Regions from separate parts of the Pan troglodytes genome. Here region 1 is linked to region 2. A link is a contact called in public capture Hi-C data. All regions are on one chromosome and are shown on one strand. The core of a region is the stretch at or near the end of the contact, and the rest is flanking DNA. Distances in the headings are between cores, read along the strand shown.

Region 1 (3,294 bases), core at 157-2,656, 64 kb before region 2:
CCGCGTGTAAGTTTTTGTGTGGATGGGTGTTTCATTCCTCTTGGGTATATACCTAGGAGTGGAGTTGCTGGGACATATGGTGACTCTGTGTTTAACCTTTTGTGGAACTGCCAAGTATTCTCTGAAGTGTCCCCACTGGGGGAAAAAAAAGAAAAAGGAAAAAAAATCTTGTGGGGAAGGGAATGATGAAAAAAAAAAAAAAAACCCCAAAACATCGAAGCATCCACACCATTTTACATTCCCACCTGCAGTGTGTCCACATCTTCAACACATTATTGCCGTTCTTTTGTGACGCTGTATCTCACTGTCTTTGCTGTGTATCTCCCTAATGACCAACGATGTTGAGCATCATTTCATGTGCTTGTTGGCCATTTGTGTGTCTTCTTTGGAGGCATGTCTGCTTGAGTCCTCTGGTGACAAGTGACAGAAACCACCAGGAGTCACTGTAAATGAAACTGAGGAAGGGGGAGTATGCAGAGCCCCAGGGCAAGGATGCTTCTGGCTGCTGGCAGGCTGTGGAGTGGAAGGTGGACAGAGGGGAGAGGCTGGCAGCTGTCCTCAGGCTTTGTCTGTCTCTCTGAGTCCTGGCTTTCCTGCTGCCCAGGGAAGAAGGGCAGTCCCCAGAGCAGGTGGAGTGGCAGTCACTGATGTCCAGGTCTACTTTTCTGAAGGGGAGAGTGGGCATGGCCCAGCAGGGTCAGGTGTCACCTCTGTTCTCCCAGTGGGGAGTTGATTTCTTCTCTCCACAGATCATGTCTTTACCCTACCAGGGTCCAGTCCAGGCTGAACTAGAACCATCACATCACCTCTGAACTGAACAGTTCAGGGGTTGGGGCAGATACCCCAGTGGGACTTCATGTCATTTTTCTAAACCAATAGGACTGGGCAGTCCTCGCTGGGATTGCCCTGGACAATACAAATTGGGATTTGTATTGTCACTTGAGGAAAGTCATTGGTGCTTTGAGTGAGGAGTGGAGGGGAAGATGGGGTCAGAGGCCTACTGATAGAGCAATGAACCCTGCTGTGGAAGGATGCAACTTTGATCCCAAGCTTCACTTTGGGATCGTGAGAGGGCTGGGAGGGAGGAAGGCCACCCACGGCCCTGGGCCCTGCATCCCTTTACTTGTTAGAGCCTGTGTCTTCAATGCCAGCCCCGTGGATGCCCACGAGCCTTCTCGGCAGCCGTGCGAGTGCCTTCCGGAGGTACCCTTCATGGGGCCGCGGCTGCTGTCCAGGAGCTCTGCCAAAAGCGTGCTTTCCTCCCACCGTCACAGCAGTGCTGGGACGTAGGTGTAGCATCCGTGTGAGAACACGAGGCCTTGCTGTGCCAGTAAGAGGCCAGGCTGGGATTTGAACCAGATTGTCTATCTTCAGAGCCCCGGCCTCGAAAATTTCAGTTCTTACGGGAAATTCCAAATGTGCACGGTAGGAAGAAAAGAGCACTCCACCTTGAGCTTGTCACCACATCATGTGGTGGCCTCGCCCACGCCGTTCCCCTCCCCCAGATAACCTGCCTAAATCTCACTCATTCTTTTGTTTCATTTGTAAACGTGTGTATCTTTTAAAAGGGCTCTTTGTAAAAACATAACCTCAATACCGGTAGCTCATGTAAAGCAATGTATTTATACCACCTATCCTGTTAGAGCTCAAATTTCCTCAATTGTCTCAATTCTTTTTTTTTTTTTTTTGAGACAGTCTCACTCTGTTGCCCAGGCTGGAGTGCAATGGCAGGATCTCGGCTCATAGAAACGGTCGCCTCTTGGGTTCAAGCGATTCTGTCACCTCAGCCTTCTGAGTAGCTGGGATTACAGGCATGTGCCACCATGCCCGGCTAGTTTTTGTATTTTTAGTAGAGATGGGGTTTCATCATATTGGCCAGGCTGGTCTTGAACTCTTGACCTCAAGTGATCCGCCTGCCTCGGCCTCCCAAAGTTCTAGGATTACAAGTGTGAGTCACCGTGCCTGGCCTGTCTCAATTCTTTTATAATTTTTTTCCCTTGAATCAGGATCCAAATAAGGATCCATACAGTGTGATTGGTTTATGTGTCTCTGACATCTCTTTTAATTAATCTCTGTGGTCCCTGCAATGTCTTTTTTTCCCTTGGGGTTTAAGTTGAAGAAACACAGTTCTTTGTTTGCAGTTTACATCCCTGTACTGGGTTTTGCTGTGCTCCTCGTCCCCAGCATTTTCCATAAATTAGGAGGCAGATCCACAGGCCCGGCCCCATTCTTACCTGCCGCTTAGTTAGGCCCTGGGGATCCAGAATGCATGACAGGGAGCTGGGGTGGAGAGCAGGGGAGAGAGGACCGGAAGCATGCTCTGCGAAGCCTAACTGCCCTGGAAGGGCGAGGTGGCACAGAGCGCCTTGCCTGGGCCTGGCTGGCTGCTTTGTCTCATCAGGGCAGACTGGAAGTGGGATGTGGGCAGGGGCACCAGAAGAGGGAACAGCCAATCAGGGAGCACCTCTGAAGGGAGGCCGCCGGGTGTTTGGGTGGGAGGGAGGAGCCTGAAGGCATCCCATGGCCTGGAGCCTATGGTCAGTCCCACAAGAAGATGAGTGGGAAACATTCAAGAAGTGTTTTAGAAAAAAACGTCCCGAAAATGGTTAAAATGGGAACTGAGGAATGTGCTCAATTACTTGGAAGGTTTGTTCTGGTGGGAAGAAGAATGCCCCATGGGTGCAGAGGAAACGGTGCTCCAGCCCCTGCCGCTGTCATCGTGGGCACATCCTGGCGAGGCCCTTTGAGATGGTGCAGCCGTGCACACCCCCTCTGCATATGGTCTCTGTTTCTGCCAAACCACATCTCGAAAGGCTCAGGATGAAAATGTAGGTGATAGACTCGGGGCCTCAGGTGGAAGGAACCCCTCCTTGAAACCCCCAGGACACCATGCCCGTGAAGAGTTTCATTGATTGTCTGCCCAGGGTTCTGAGCAGCAAAAAGGAATCCCTGGACCCAGCAAGTGCCTGAAATCCCACATAGTCTCAGGTCCCTGAGGATCACCCAATGTGTACTTGGTTTCCCCTTCGAAATGCCTTTCCTTGGTCATAAGTGACCAAAAACTGGGGTAGCGTTGGGGTAGCCGCTTTCCAGAAGTGTATCGTGCCACATCGTATCATATTTGCTGCTGCTGTGGAAAAGTGCATGCATGGCTCATAAAATTACGGTGTTTGGAGTTTTAAAATCTGGCCCATTTCCTCTGAGGAGATGTGTAACACTCGACTGTCACCTGGGGAATATATGCAACATTGTGGAATTTTATAAATCAAAGCAGTGTTAAGATCCCTAGATTGT
Region 2 (3,278 bases), core at 111-2,610:
GTTTTTCCCCCCCGTTATTTTTGCAGAGATGGGGTCTCCGTATGTTGTCCAGGGTGGTCTTGAACTCCTGGGCTCAAGTGACCCTTCTGCCTCTGCCTCCCTGAGTGCTGGGATTGCAGACATGAGCCAGCATGCCTGGCGAGATCCAATTTTCAAGGAGAATATCTATATTCTTTAGAATAGTTTACATTAAACTAATATAAACTATTAGTTTATAACATACCATTGTACTAGTTTGAATCTTCAAAAAGATCCGTCCACATACTAACCTCAAAGAATTATGATTGGGACCTCATCTGGGGAAAGGGTCTTTGCAGGTGTTAAGAAGTTAAGGATTTTGAGGTGGGATCATTCTTTTTTTTTTTTTTTTCTTTTTTGTTTTGAGACGGAGTCTCGCTCTGTCGCCCAGCCTGGAGTGCGGTGACACAAACTTGGCTCACTGCAAGCTCCGCCTCCCAGGTTCACGCCATTCTCCTGCCTCAGCCTCCCGAGTAGCTAGAACTACAGGCGCGTGCCACCAGGCCTGGCTAATTTTTTTTTGTATTTTTAGTAGAGATGGGGTTTCACCATGTTAGCCAGGATGGTCTTGATCTCCTGACCTTGTGATCCAAGAGGTGGGATCATTCTTGACTAGGGTGGGCCCCACATTCAGTGACAGGTGTCCTTCTAGGAAACAAGGGGAGAAAGCCATGTGAAGGTGAGGTGGAGACTTGGGTGTCCTGGGATACGTCGGCATCTATTATCCATCATCTGTCTATAGGTAAGTAGACAGGCGGTAGCTATGGACAACCATATATAGATATAAAATATTCTCCCTTGCATATAGATCATATGTCATATAATGTGTCAGTGTTTCTCAAAGTATGGCCTGAGGAACTCCTGCATCAAAGTTGCCTGGGACTTTGTAAAACTAAAGACTCCTGGGCCGGCTTTCAGACCTATGGGATTAGACTGTGGATGGGGCCCAGGAATGGGCATTCTAGACACAATTTCTGAGTGATTCTGATGCCCCTGGTGGTTCCCTGATATGCTGAGGATGGCTTGGGAGCAGGTGGGGGGAGGTTTGTCAACCAGAAGGGACGAGGAATGTGTCCAAGCAGAAAGGCAGGGACAGGGTGCACTGTTCTGGCTAAGGGGGAGGTTGCTGGCGCACCTCCCTCTGGGGCTGATGGACAGCTGGTGTGTGCTGGGGGCCCAGATGTTTGGGGTCATGGGGACCCTGCTCCGTCCTTGTTGGCACTGGTGCCCCTACCGCCCTCTGGGCCCAGCTGCTGTTGGAGAGGGGCCAGGAGTACACACGGGCTATTGTCAGCCCGTCTCACACTCAGTGTGCCTGGCCTTCCTGACGTTTAGACAGCTGCTTTGTGTCTGGCTGCTCTGGGAATTCCAGGGCCCGGGAAGCGACCGGAGCTGACATCCCAGGACCAGCTGGTGGGGTGGGCCGCGGGGCCATCTGGAAGTTTCCGGACCTCAGGGAACACTTATGTAACTGGTTTAGAGGGGAGGTTTGGACAATGGATTAGCTGAAGGGCCAAGAACAAACTGAGCCTTTCCCAGGGCAGGCAGGTCCTCTCCCGCCAACAGGCATCTTATCTACTCCCCAAGACCCCTCTCAGCCCCAGAGGGTCCCTGCTGTCAAAGCCAGAAGAGCAGACGATGGGACTGAAGCTCTCCAGGGGCAAGGACTTGTCTGTTTTGCCTTGTCACCCTCTGTGCTTAGCACAGCGCTTGGCCCGTGCTGAGTGCTGAGTGAGGGTTGAATGAACATGCGCTTGTGTACATGACAGAGTTTCCAACAGGGAGGAAGGACTGGCCCAGAGCAGCGGCTCACAAAGCGGGGTTCCTGGGTCAGCCCAATCAGCATCCCCTGGGGCTTGTTAGAATGCAGGTTCTCAGGCCCCACCCCAGAACTCCTGAGTCAGATGCTCTGGGGCTGGGCCTGGCAATCTGTATTTTCACGAGCCCATCAAGGGATTCGATCCAGGCCGGTGCAGGAGAACCCCTGGTGTAGGGCAGCGAGAGGCAGCTTCCAAAACCAGGCAACCCCCAACAAAATCCAACTGCTTCCACTCATAGCACTATTACTACTACTACCCCCACTACTACGGTTACTGTCACGACTGCCATTGTTATCACTACAATTACTATTATTACTACGACTACTTCTACTGGTACTATTGATTTAGTTGAGGCAGAAGAGCTGGGTCCTCCACGCATGGGCACTCAGCTTAGATTGTAGCCGAGTCCCTGAAGGTGGGGCGCAGATGCTTAGACGTTTCCAGGGACTCGTGGGCAGCTGGCGGGAGACCCACTGGTTTGGATGAAAGGGCACACGGGGCCTCTGAAGTGACACAGATTTGGATTCAAGTCCTGGTCCTGCCTCTTTATTTATTTCTTTATGAGACAAGCTTTCGTTCTGTCACCCAGGCTGGAGTGCAGTGGTGTGATCTTGGCACCCAGGCTGGAGTGCAGTGGTGTGATCTTGGCTCACTGCAGCCTCAATTTCCTGGGCTCAAGGATCCTCCCAACTCAGCCTCACAAGTAGCTGGGACCACAGGTGCACGCCACCATGCCTGGCTAATTTTTGTATTCTTTTGAGAGATGGGGTTTTGCCTTGTTGCCCAGGCTGGTCTCCAGTTCCTGGACTCAAGTAATGCTCTGGCCTTGGCCTTCCAAAGTTTTGGGATTACAAGAGTGAGCCACTGTGCCTGGTGGCCCTGTCTTTTAATAGTGGGGAGACCTTGGGCAAATCACATAAAAGCCCTGTGCCTCAGTTTCTTTATCTATGAACTGAGGGTGGTCGCAGTGGCGCGATCTCCGCTCACTGCAACCTGTCTCCAGGGTTCAACCGATTCTTCTGCCTCAGCCTCCCAAGTAGTTTTGCCATTTTGGCCAGGCTGGTCTCGAACTCCTGACCTCGTGATCTTCCCGCCTCGGCCTCCCAAAGTGCTGGGATTACAGGCGTGAGCCACCATGCCTGGCCAAATTTTGTATTTTTAGTAGAGACGGGGTTTCACCATGTTGCTCAGGCTGGTCTTGAACTCCTGACCTCAGGTGGTCCTTCCTCACAGGTGTCTTGGAGATTACATGAGTTTGTCTCTGAACGTGCTTACAAGGGTGTTTGGGATGCAGAGGACACTAAATGACAGCTGCTGCCACTGCTAGTTTTAGTATTATGATGACCATTATTTATTTATTTTTCCAGGAACATGTGGACTTTATTGAATGCCATTGTAGAAAAGTGTGTGAGGATAAACGGCTGATACAGGACTTGGCTC

What was found. Capture Hi-C pulls out chosen DNA fragments and counts their contacts.
Region 1: a contact with region 2 is called in a capture Hi-C map of stem cell-derived neural stem cells, with 2.5 times the contacts expected there. The contact joins two enhancer-like sites. A contact is called at or near these places in 2 of 7 Hi-C or Micro-C datasets (induced pluripotent stem cells and stem cell-derived neural progenitor cells) and 1 of 1 other capture datasets (stem cell-derived neural stem cells).

The regions. Positions count from the first base shown.
Region 1 is chr18:83,154,748-83,158,041 of NHGRI_mPanTro3-v2.0_pri, reverse strand. The region is part of intron 4 of ZDHHC7 (zinc finger DHHC-type palmitoyltransferase 7); the gene reads left to right. Among named protein-coding and RNA genes, the nearest start is that of ZDHHC7, 26 kb to the left of the region's middle. Within about 2 kb of position 1,406, at least 3 of the 24 cell types and tissues checked have an H3K27ac peak or open chromatin away from gene starts, as enhancers often do. A contact at or near this core is called in stem cell-derived neural stem cells, where this site is marked.
Region 2 is chr18:83,090,628-83,093,905 of NHGRI_mPanTro3-v2.0_pri, reverse strand. It overlaps the pseudogene LOC107968917. Among named protein-coding and RNA genes, the nearest start is that of ZDHHC7, 90 kb to the left of the region's middle. Within about 2 kb of position 1,360, at least 9 of the 24 cell types and tissues checked have an H3K27ac peak or open chromatin away from gene starts, as enhancers often do. A contact at or near this core is called in stem cell-derived neural stem cells, where this site is marked.